2 separate regions of the Pan troglodytes genome follow, and region 2 is linked to region 1. A link is a contact called in public Hi-C data. All regions are on one chromosome and are shown on one strand. The core of a region is the stretch at or near the end of the contact, and the rest is flanking DNA. Distances in the headings are between cores, read along the strand shown.

Region 1 (4,751 bases), core at 1,485-3,984:
CACTGCAACCTCCACCTCCCGGGTTCAAGCAATTCTCGTGCCTCAGCCACCCAAGTAGCTGGGATTACAAGCATGTGCCACCATGCCCGGCTAATTTTTGTATTTTTAGTAGAAACAGGGTTTCACCATGTTGGCCAGGCTGGTCTCAAACATCTGACTTCAAGTGATCTGCCTGCCTCGGCCTCCCAAAGTGCTGGGATTACAGGTGTGAGCCACCACACTTGGCCTTATTTTATCTTTAGATTTAATTTTACATAGAGACAGAGTCTCACCACGATGCCCAGGCTGATCTCACACTCCTGGGCTCAAGCAATCCTCCCAGCTTGGGCCTCCCAAAGTGCAGGTGAATCTTTTTTTTTTTTTTGAGACTGAGTCTCGCTCTGTCACCAGGTTGGAGTGCAGTGATCTCTGCTCATTGCAACCTCTGCCTCCCGGGTTCAAGCCATTCTCCTGCCTCAGCCTCCCGAGTAGAGTAGCTGGGATTACGGGCACCTGCCACCATGCCCAGCTAATTTTTATATTTTTAGTAGAGACGGGGTTTCACCATGTTGGCCAGGATAGTCTAGATCTCCTGACCTCGTGATCCGCTCGCCTCGGCCTCCCAAAGTGCTGGGATTACAGGCGTGAGCCACTGCGCCCAGCCCTTTTATTTTTTTGAGGCGGAGTTTTGCTCTTGTTGCCCAGGCTGGAGTGCAATGGCGTGCTCTCGGCTCACCACAACCTCCACCTCTCAGGTTCAAGTGATTCTCCTGCCTCAGCCTCCCGAGTAGCTGGTCCGGCTAATTTTGTATTTTTTAGTAGAGATGGGGTTTCTCCACGTTAGTCAGGCTGGTTTCGAACTCCCAACCTCAGGTGATCCGCCTGCCTCGGCCTCCCAAAGAGCTTACAGGTGTGAGCCGCCGCGCCCGGCCAAATCTCCACTTTAATAATCCCAATGTCTTCCCACTGTTCTCAGGTCCCAGGAGTGAGGACTGCACCCTGCAATCCCTACATTGTGATGCCTCAGTGTCCACTCCTGCCCTTTCCTTTCTCCACTACCAGTTAACAACTGCTGTGGTCTCAATTGGACCCTGACGGATGCACCCACGCATCCTGTTCACTAAGCTGTATGAGTCCATTTTGTCTCCCTACCTGAAAATGCTGTCTGGAAGGGACTAACACCTTCTGAGGATCCCATGCCCCGCCTGATGCTGAAGTGATCAATACTTGTTTGTTGGTTACTTGTCACCAAACGTTCCTCACTCATCCTCTTCCTTGTACCTAGTCACTCACTCTCTTCCAGAAAGACTTGTCCCTTAAAAACCATCTCACGGCCGGGGATGGTGGCTCATGCCTGTAACCCCAGCACTTTGGGGGGCTGAGGCGGGAGGATCACCTGAGGTCGGAGTTCGAGACCAGCCTGGCCAACACAGCAAAATACTGTCTCTACTAAAAATACAAAAATTAGCCAGGCGTGCAGGCAGGCGCCTGTAATCCCAGCTACTCAGGAAGCCGAGGGAGAATTGCTTGAACATGGGAGGCAGAGGTTGCAGTGAGCCGAGATTGCACCACTGCACTCTAGCCTGGGTGACAGAGCGAGACTCCATCTCGGGGAAAAAAAAAAAAAAAAAAAAAATCACACTCCTCCCCTTGTCTCTTTCCAGCTCTCTGGTGGGCAGCCCATCTGTCCCACCTTCTGTTTCTCTGCATTCTCTGGGTCTTTTCAGATTCAGTAAAATGAAAGGGAGGAGGGAGAAGGCCCAACACCCCCTTTGGTGGTTTCAGTAGCAGGAGAAAAGGACTTGGTCAGCTGTCCTGGTAGGAAAGGTAGTTAAGTCATCTCCTGAAACCCATGTGAGAACCATCGACAGGAAGTGACAGTGGGAACCGGGAGACTGCAGTAATGGAAAACACACCACAGTTCTTGAGATTCAGAAGTTTGTTTCATATCTTTATTCACACAAAAAAAGTCACAGCATTTCAGACTATTCAAACACACAAACAGGAACAGAGGGTGCCCACCAGTGACAGCCTCGTCCCTAAGTCTGGATCAAAGGCCACGCTGGAGGGTGGGGTGTCCTCTCGGGCCTCCTCTCTCAGCATCCCGTGGCTCCCTGCTCGCAGCCTCACTGACACCCCCAAGAGCAGTTACAACTGTGCAGAAACAAAGCCACTTTAGAGGAGGCTGGGCCCCACCTCATTGCCATGGAAAAAGGCCAGATTCTGAGGAAAAGACAGAATCCGTGCTACTGTGTCATCAGCTGGGGGATGCTGGGCACTCCTGGGCCTGGCTGGCATCACCTGCGTCCCAGACCTGGGGCAGAGAAAAAGGCAGGACCCTCCCCACTTGGCAGTACTGGGCAGCAGAGAGTGTGGGTCACTGGTCACGTGACAGCCCCAAACTGCCACGCAGACCTCTCTGATGTGATCAGCCAGACACTCAGAGGGCACAACGCTTTCAAGCAAGAACACCAGCCTGGTTCCTAAAGGGGGTGGGTGAACAACGCTCCCAGAAATCTTAAGAACCCAGAGTCCTGGAGCGCTGGAACAATACAGGTGTCATTGGGTTGCAGCGAGGAGGGAAACTTGGTGAACACCAGCCCTCCGAGAGGGCGGAAATACCACTCCTGTCTATTTCCCAGAGCATGTGCCTGTGCCTTGGGGCTCAAGAGCAGTCTTTTCATGGCGGCAACTATGGAATCTAAGAGGAATGAAGGAAACGGCGCCCTCAGGTGGTGCTCAACATTGGTGTCTGACCCCCAGGCCTCCTTGCTGAACCTGGTGAGAAAGCTGGGGTTGGTCTAGGAGCTCCAGCCCACGCTGATCAGGCATGCCCCAGGAAAGCAGACAGGGACAAGCGCCTCAACGAGACTGGGCACAAGGCCGCAAACCAAGCTGCTTTTCCTCTGTCAGTCTGATGTTACTCATTGGACCTGGCCAAGGAGCGCCTCTTCCAAAGTCCTCCATCCTACCCGGCTCAGAGCAGTCCTTCCCGTGATCACTACTTTCCTTGGCTACATCTAACTTTTTTTTTCTCTGAAAGATACAACTGGATGGATGCCTGTGACTCTTGAAGGGGTGGCTGCTTTTACTGAGGACGGCAGTTCATCTAACACTTTACAGCTGTAAAATGTGGCGCATAGGTGTGTAGACGTTAATGTGTCAGCAGAAACCCCTGTATACCGGGTTCTATGCTATGCTACAGATACAGAGAAACAAGGAGAGTGAGGGTCCTAGGGAAAAGTTATGCCATCTGGGCATGGTCAGGTCAGAAGCTCAAAAGACATTTGGCACAGTCTGCAGTCATTTCCAGAAACTACTACCCAGACGTACCTTGGCAAGCAGGTGAGCTGTGAAGCACACAGGACATTACTTCTGAAGGTGCCCAGGAGCACCTGGCTCGAGGAGGCTTTCATAGAAGAAGTCCCCAGAGCCCCTTCCCTTTCTCTGTGCCATCTGCCATACTACTGAAAGTTATTCGGGGCAGACAGGGTCCCCTGGCTCCACCGCATTCCACGACTGCTCAGCGAGACCCACATGCTCGGAGAGAAAGTGTGGACACCAACTCTGTGGATGCAGCCCGAAAGAGGGTGCTGCCGCGTCCGGATCCTCGCCAGCATGGCACTCCAGAAAAGAAAGTAATGGCGGGGGTCGGGGGGGTGGTCAGAGACACAGGGGGTCCCCAGACTGCCTAGCACATACATACATACCACTGGGGACAGTACAGAGGGGAGCAGGTCCGCCAAGGTTAGAAACCAAGAGACACAAATATTGCACATTCAGTCAAGGCATTTCCAAGAGAGTCACAGAAATAACTCTCTCTGAGACACAACAACATAACACATTTGGCAACTTTCAAAGAAACAGCCTTCCCCACTCCAAGCCATCAAAGGGTCCATAAGTGCCTTCATCTTTGGTCCAGTTGAAAAAGCCAGGGAAGGAAGACAGGGTCAATGGGGAGTAAGAAGAGGCTGCAGGTGCAGTTCCTACAGCTCCCACTTGTCTGTCTGACTCAGTGCAGGATGCCGCCTGTCTCAAACCTCCTCTTGGAGGGAAAACAAGCTCTCCAGAGGGTCCCGGCTGCTGGAGAAAGCTGAGGCAAAGCTGCATGTGGTGGCAGCCGGGAGCCCCAAATCCAGAGCAATGATCACCAACCTCCAACCACAACAAAGGACACCCCATCCTCCCTTTCCTTGGAGGCTCTATTCATGGGAATGCGGGGTACTCTGGCAACTCTATGCTTTACCTAAAACCTCAATTCGACAAACTGCAACTAGAACCCTTTGCATCTGCTGCAGGTCTTGGAGGGTGCACAGGAGGGACGGTGTTCCGAAGCAGCTGCTAACGTCCATTGTGGCACACATAGGGTGAAACCATGGCACGGCACGGGAACAATCCTCTTGGCTCCAGTGTCCTTAAAGTACAGGCCATTTCCAAAGAGCTAGGCCTTCCGCCCTCATCCCCCAGATCCCTGAAAGGCTCCGAATGGGAACCCAGCCCAGCTGCTGTTGTAAAGATCTGTTCTAATACTGGCTAAGCAAATGAAAGCAGGTTTCTGAAAAGGTATTCTGCAGCCAGAAGTCGCACTGTCTTCGGAGTCCTGCAGGTGGGGAGGGAGTTCCTTTAGTTTTGACCAGAACACTTCTTCACAGGGGGCCAGGATCAGCTGTGCTTTGCAGTGGCTCGGTCACTGGACAGGAGCGAGGTTTCACTTCACAGAGGGGCTCTGCTGACTGCTCTCCTGAAGGTCTGGAGTTTTCGGGGTCTTAGTT
Region 2 (5,114 bases), core at 1,845-4,344, 140 kb before region 1:
ATGAAAAATGTTCTTCTTACTGAAGTTGTTCCATTCTTTTTTTTTTTTTTTTTTTGAGACAAAGACTCACTCTAACAGGCTGGTGTACAGTGGTGTAATCTCAGCTCGCTCCAATCGCCGCCTCCTGGGTTCAAAGGCTTCTCCTGCCTCAACCTCCTGAGTAGCTGGGACTACAGGTGTGTGCAACCACACCCGGCTATTTTTTTTTTTTTTTTTTCATTTTTAGTAGAGACGGAGTTTCACCATATTGCCCAGGCTGGTCACAAACTCCTGAGTTCAGGTGATCTGTCCGCCTCAGCCTCCCAAAGTGCTAGGACTACAGGCGCGAGCCACCGTGCCCGCCCTGCTGAAAAACACTTTAAGTGAAGAGCACAGCTGGTCCTCTAATAACACTGTATCCTTCGATAACATTTCCTTATAACACTGGTAAGAAAAATTCATTTTGGGCCGGCAGCGGGGTGGCTCCTGCCAGCACTTTGGGAGGCTAAGGCGGGCAGATCATCTGAGGTCAGGAGTTCGAACTCTTGTTGCCCAGGCTGGACTGCAGTGACGCAATCTCGGCTCACTGCAACCTCTGCCTGCTGGGTTCAAGTGATTCTCCTGCCTCAGCTTCTTGAGTAGGTGGGATTACAGGCACGCGCCACCAAACCAGGTTAATTTTTGTATTTTTTTAGTAGAGATGGGGTTTCACCATGTTGGCCAGGTTGATCTCGAACTCCTAGCCAAGCGCGGTGGCTCATGCCTGTAATCCCAGCACTTTGGGAGGCCGAGGCAGGCTGATCACGAGGTCAGGCTTTGGAGACCAGCCTGACCAAGATGGTGAAACCCCATCTCTACCAAAAATACAAAAATTAGCTGGGTGTGATGGCACGCACCTGTAATCTCAGCTACTCAGGAGACTGAGGCAGAAGAATCGCTTGAACCCGGGAGCCAGAGGTTGCAGTGAGCTGAGATCACGCCACTGCACTCCACTCTGGGTGACAGAGTGAGAATCCGTCTCAAAAAAAGAATGAGGCCAGGCGCAGTGGCTCACACTTGTAATCCCAGCACTTTGGGAGACTGAGGCCGGCAGATCACCTGAGGTCAGGAGTTCCAGACCAGCCTGACCAACATGGAGAAACCTCGTCTCTACTAAAAAAATACAAAATTAGCCGGGCATGGTGGCACATGCCTGTAATCCCAGCTACTCAGGAGGCTGAGGCAGGAGAATTGCTTGAACCTGGGAGGCGGAGGTTGCAGAGAGCCGAGATCGCACCACTGCACTCTAGCCTGGGCGACAAGAGGGAAACTCCGCCTCAAGAGAAAAAAAAAAGAAGGCCACATATCTCCCCAGAGAGCTTCCCTCACAAATTGCTCACAAGGAAATTCCTTGTGAGCCTCTAAAATTTTCAGGATACACATCGCCCCTATAAACTAGTCCTAAAATCAAGATCTGTTGATTCTGACAATGTCAACTACCAGCTTATCTTCACAAGTAGAAGACCAGAAATCGGCCGGGTGCGGTGGCTCACGCCTGTAATCCCAGCACTTTGGGAGGCCTAGGCGGGCGGATCACGAGGTCAGGAGATTGAGACCATCCTGGCCAACACGGTGAAACCCCGTCTCTACTAAAAATACAAAAAAGTACAAAAAATTAGCCGGGCGTGATGGCGGGCACCTGTAGTCCCAGCTACTCAGGAGGCTGAGGCAGGAGAATGGCGTGAACCCGGGAGGCGGAGGTTACAGTGAGCCGAGACCGCGCCACTGCACTCCAGCCTGGGAGACAGAGCGAGACTCCGTCTAAAAAATAACAGTAATAATAACCATAATCCCTCTACCTACCCTGAGATGAATGCATACATAAAATTTTCCTCTGCTCCCTCTTTTCACAGGTAAAATGCAGATTTACTGAGGCTAATCACCGACTCACAAGAATGTAATCATTTGCCTCCTCACTGCCTAACCTCCCTTTTTTGCCCCTCCTGCTAGCTCCTTCCTCTTTAACTAGTGATGTTCCCAAAACCATCTTTGGAAAAAGCACAGGTCTCAGATCCTCCTGTGACCTGTGCTTTTTCCCGGTTGGATCCTCAACCTTAGCTAATTAAACCTTTATCGGTTGAGACCTGCCTCAGTCACTTCTGGTTAACAAGAGGGAAAACAAGAGCAATCCAACTAGCAGAAACGGTAGGTATCTCGTACATAAAGCGCGTGAATTTTTTTAATACACATCACAGATCATCCACAGTTGACATACTGTCTTCAAAGTTCAAATGGAATTGAATGCACAGCGATAAAACAGGAATAGTCTCCTGAGAGAATACGTTGAATAAACCTTAGGCCACACAGGCAGAAGCTCAATGTGCCGCGATGCAGAGCTTAATACGGCTGGAATAAAAATATAAATTCCTCTGCTTAGGCTGAACCCACTCTAATGCCCAAGAGGAAAAGCAAGGGAAGTAAAAAGGCCAGGAACACAAAGGAAGGAAAGGGACGGAGTGGGACCTTCGAGGCCGGGGTTTGTGACTGGTGGCAGAAACCCCGCGACCACTGCGACCCTAGGGCGGGCACCTCGTTAACACTGCGACCTCCGGAAAGTGGCAACTGAGTCGAGGGAAGGGGACGAGCGCCTCGCGACCACTAGGGAAGCAGACAAGCCTGAAGTAACTAAGCAGACGCAGTTCTCAACCCGCAAGGACGAGCAAGCCTGTTCGGGGTACCCTTACAGTGACTGTTGGCTCGCCATCGAGCTCCTCCATAGCGCCGAACCCCAGGCTCTAGAAGTCGCTCGGACGCCAATGCTTCCCGCTCAGGCCTCCCGCTCAGCGCTAGCTGCGAGACAAGACTCCGCCTGGGGGTCTCCTGCAGCGCCTGCAAGCCCAAACCCTCAGTGCTGCGGCGCTGTCTCCTCTCAGCCACGGCCACCCCTCTGCGGTCCTCTGCACGCGTCTTTCCCTCCTGGCGTCGACAGCAAATCAGAGAAAACAGCGCCGAGGACTGACTGCACTCAGAGTACCGCGCTAACAGGATCAGGCGGCGCGGCGGACACCCTGGTGCCGAGCGGAGAAAAGGCCCCCGGAGACGGCGGGAGGGGCAGGAGGACCCCGGGGCTGGAGACGGGGCAAATGCGCGTGCGTGGGCTGGGGCGGCGGCACTTGGGTGGGAACTCGTGCGGGATTTAGTTCCCAGTAAGTGTACAACGTCTCCCAACTCTGGGAGTCCTTGCTCCATCCCGGTCTCCACCTTAGTGTCGTCGCAGCCACTTGTCCAAACCCCGACAGTCAAACGGGCTTGTGCTGGAAAGCAATCGCCTCCACTTCCACACTAGAACACACACAAGAGGCACGGGAACAAAATCGATACCCCTGAAGGCCCGGCGCTGTGGCTCAAGCTTCTAATCCCAACACTTTGGTAGCCCAAGGTGGGTGGATCACTGGAGTTCAGGAGTTCAAGACCAGTCTGGCCAATATGATGAAACCTCGTCTCTACTAAAAATATAAAAAATTAGACGGGCGTGGTGGCGGACACCTGTAATTCCAGCTACTCGGAAGGCTGAGGCAAGAGAATTGTTCCAACCCGGGAGGTGGAGGTTGCATTGAGCCAAGATCGCACCACTGCACTCCAGCCTGGGAGACAGAGCGAGACTCCGTCTCAAAAAAAAAAAAAAAAAAAAAAAAAAAAAAAAAAAAATTAGCTGTGCTTGGTAGCGCGCGCCTGTAATCCCAGCACTCCGGGACGCCGAGGTGGTTGGATCACCTGAGGTCAGGAGTTCAAGACCAGCCTGGACAACATGGCGAAACCTGGCGAAACCCCGTCTCTACTGAAAATACAAAAATTAGCCGGGAGTGGTGGCGGACACCTGTAATCCCAGCTACTCGTAAGGCTGAGGCAGGAGAATTGTTCCAACCCGGGAGGCGGAGGTTGCAGTGAGCCAAGATCGCGCCACTGCACTCCATCCTGGGCGACAGACTGAGACTCCGTCTCAAAAAAAAAAAAAGAATTATTTTGCTGAGTCTCAAAAAAAAAATTATTTTGCTCTTTTTCTCTTAATAAGTTTCCGTTATACCTCAAGTTGGAGTTATCGCCTGTGTAATTGAAAACTTTTCCAGAGTTAAATACAGTTTGAGAGTTAACCACTCTAGAGAGAGGAAGGGGAAAAGAGAGGGGAAGGAGCCACACTCTTTTAGAGAGAGGAGAGGAAAGAGAAAAATAAGTTGTAAGATAATTGTTTCATTTTTCCAACCGTTTTCCATTAGGATTAACTGAAAAAGAAGGATACATAAACTACTTCATCAAAACCTTATTCTTAGAAATCTATAGAAAGGTTGAGGAAGGAAAAAGTCCATATATAGTATGCATAATCAGTATATAGAACAAGGATAGGCCGGGCGCGGTGGCTCACGCCTGTAATCTCAGCGCTTTGGGAGGCCGAGGCGGGTGGATCACGAGGTCAGGAGATAGAGACCATCCTGGCTAACACGGTGAAACCCCATCTCTACTAAAAATACAAAAAAAAAAAAAAAAAAAATTAGCCGGGCGTGGTGGCGGGTGCCTGTAGTCCCAGCTCCTCGGGAGGCTGAGACAGGAGAATGGCGTGAACCGGGGAGGCGGAGCTTGCGGTGAGCCGAGATGGCACCGCTGCACTCCAGCCTGGGCGACAGAGCGAGACTCCGTCTCGAAAAAAAAAGAACAAGGATAGCTCTATTAGCTGTAGTTTTCCTTTTTCGCCCTTGTATTACTAAGCCTATTTGAATGATTGGGTAAAATGGTTGGTATATAGCAGTATTAGACCAAAGAATATTGCCAATACTTTTTCCTCAATGTTATCTAGCTCTTGGTCGGGCAATTTAACTACTTTTATTATCTTAAATGGCATTTTGTCAGCCTTAAAATAAAAATAATCAAGGAAATATAGCACTAAGATCTAACAAGCTCTCTCTCTTTTTTTTTTTTTTTTTTTTTTTTTTTTTTTTTTTTTTTTTTTTTGTCTTTTTGAGACAGAGTCTTGCTCTGTCGCCAGGCTGGAGTTGGGGTGGGTGGCACGATCTTGGCTTACTGCAACCTCCGTCTCCCGGGTTCAAGCGATTCTGCTGCCTAAGCCTCCCGAGCAGCTGGGACTACAGGCACACGCCACTACG

The links. A called contact is a pair of places that touch in the nucleus more often than the background predicts.
Region 2: a contact with region 1 is called in a Hi-C map of induced pluripotent stem cells, with 1.6 times the contacts expected there. The contact joins the promoter of NUP85 here to the enhancer-like site in region 1. A contact is called at or near these places in 2 of 7 Hi-C or Micro-C datasets (induced pluripotent stem cells and stem cell-derived neural progenitor cells) and 1 of 1 datasets of contacts at active chromatin or transcription factors (stem cell-derived excitatory neurons).

The regions. Positions count from the first base shown.
Region 1 is chr19:88,058,459-88,063,209 of NHGRI_mPanTro3-v2.0_pri, reverse strand. It overlaps KCTD2 (potassium channel tetramerization domain containing 2), which reads right to left. Exons shown (of 6, transcript XM_001138510.7): 6 at 1,901-4,751. The coding sequence ends at 4,751. Among named protein-coding and RNA genes, the nearest start is that of ATP5PD, 19 kb to the right of the region's middle. Within about 2 kb of position 2,734, at least 7 of the 24 cell types and tissues checked have an H3K27ac peak or open chromatin away from gene starts, as enhancers often do. A contact at or near this core is called in induced pluripotent stem cells, where this site is marked.
Region 2 is chr19:88,198,224-88,203,337 of NHGRI_mPanTro3-v2.0_pri, reverse strand. It overlaps NUP85 (nucleoporin 85), which reads right to left and starts at 3,094. Exons shown (of 19, transcript XM_024350603.3): 1 at 2,703-3,094. The coding sequence starts at 2,735.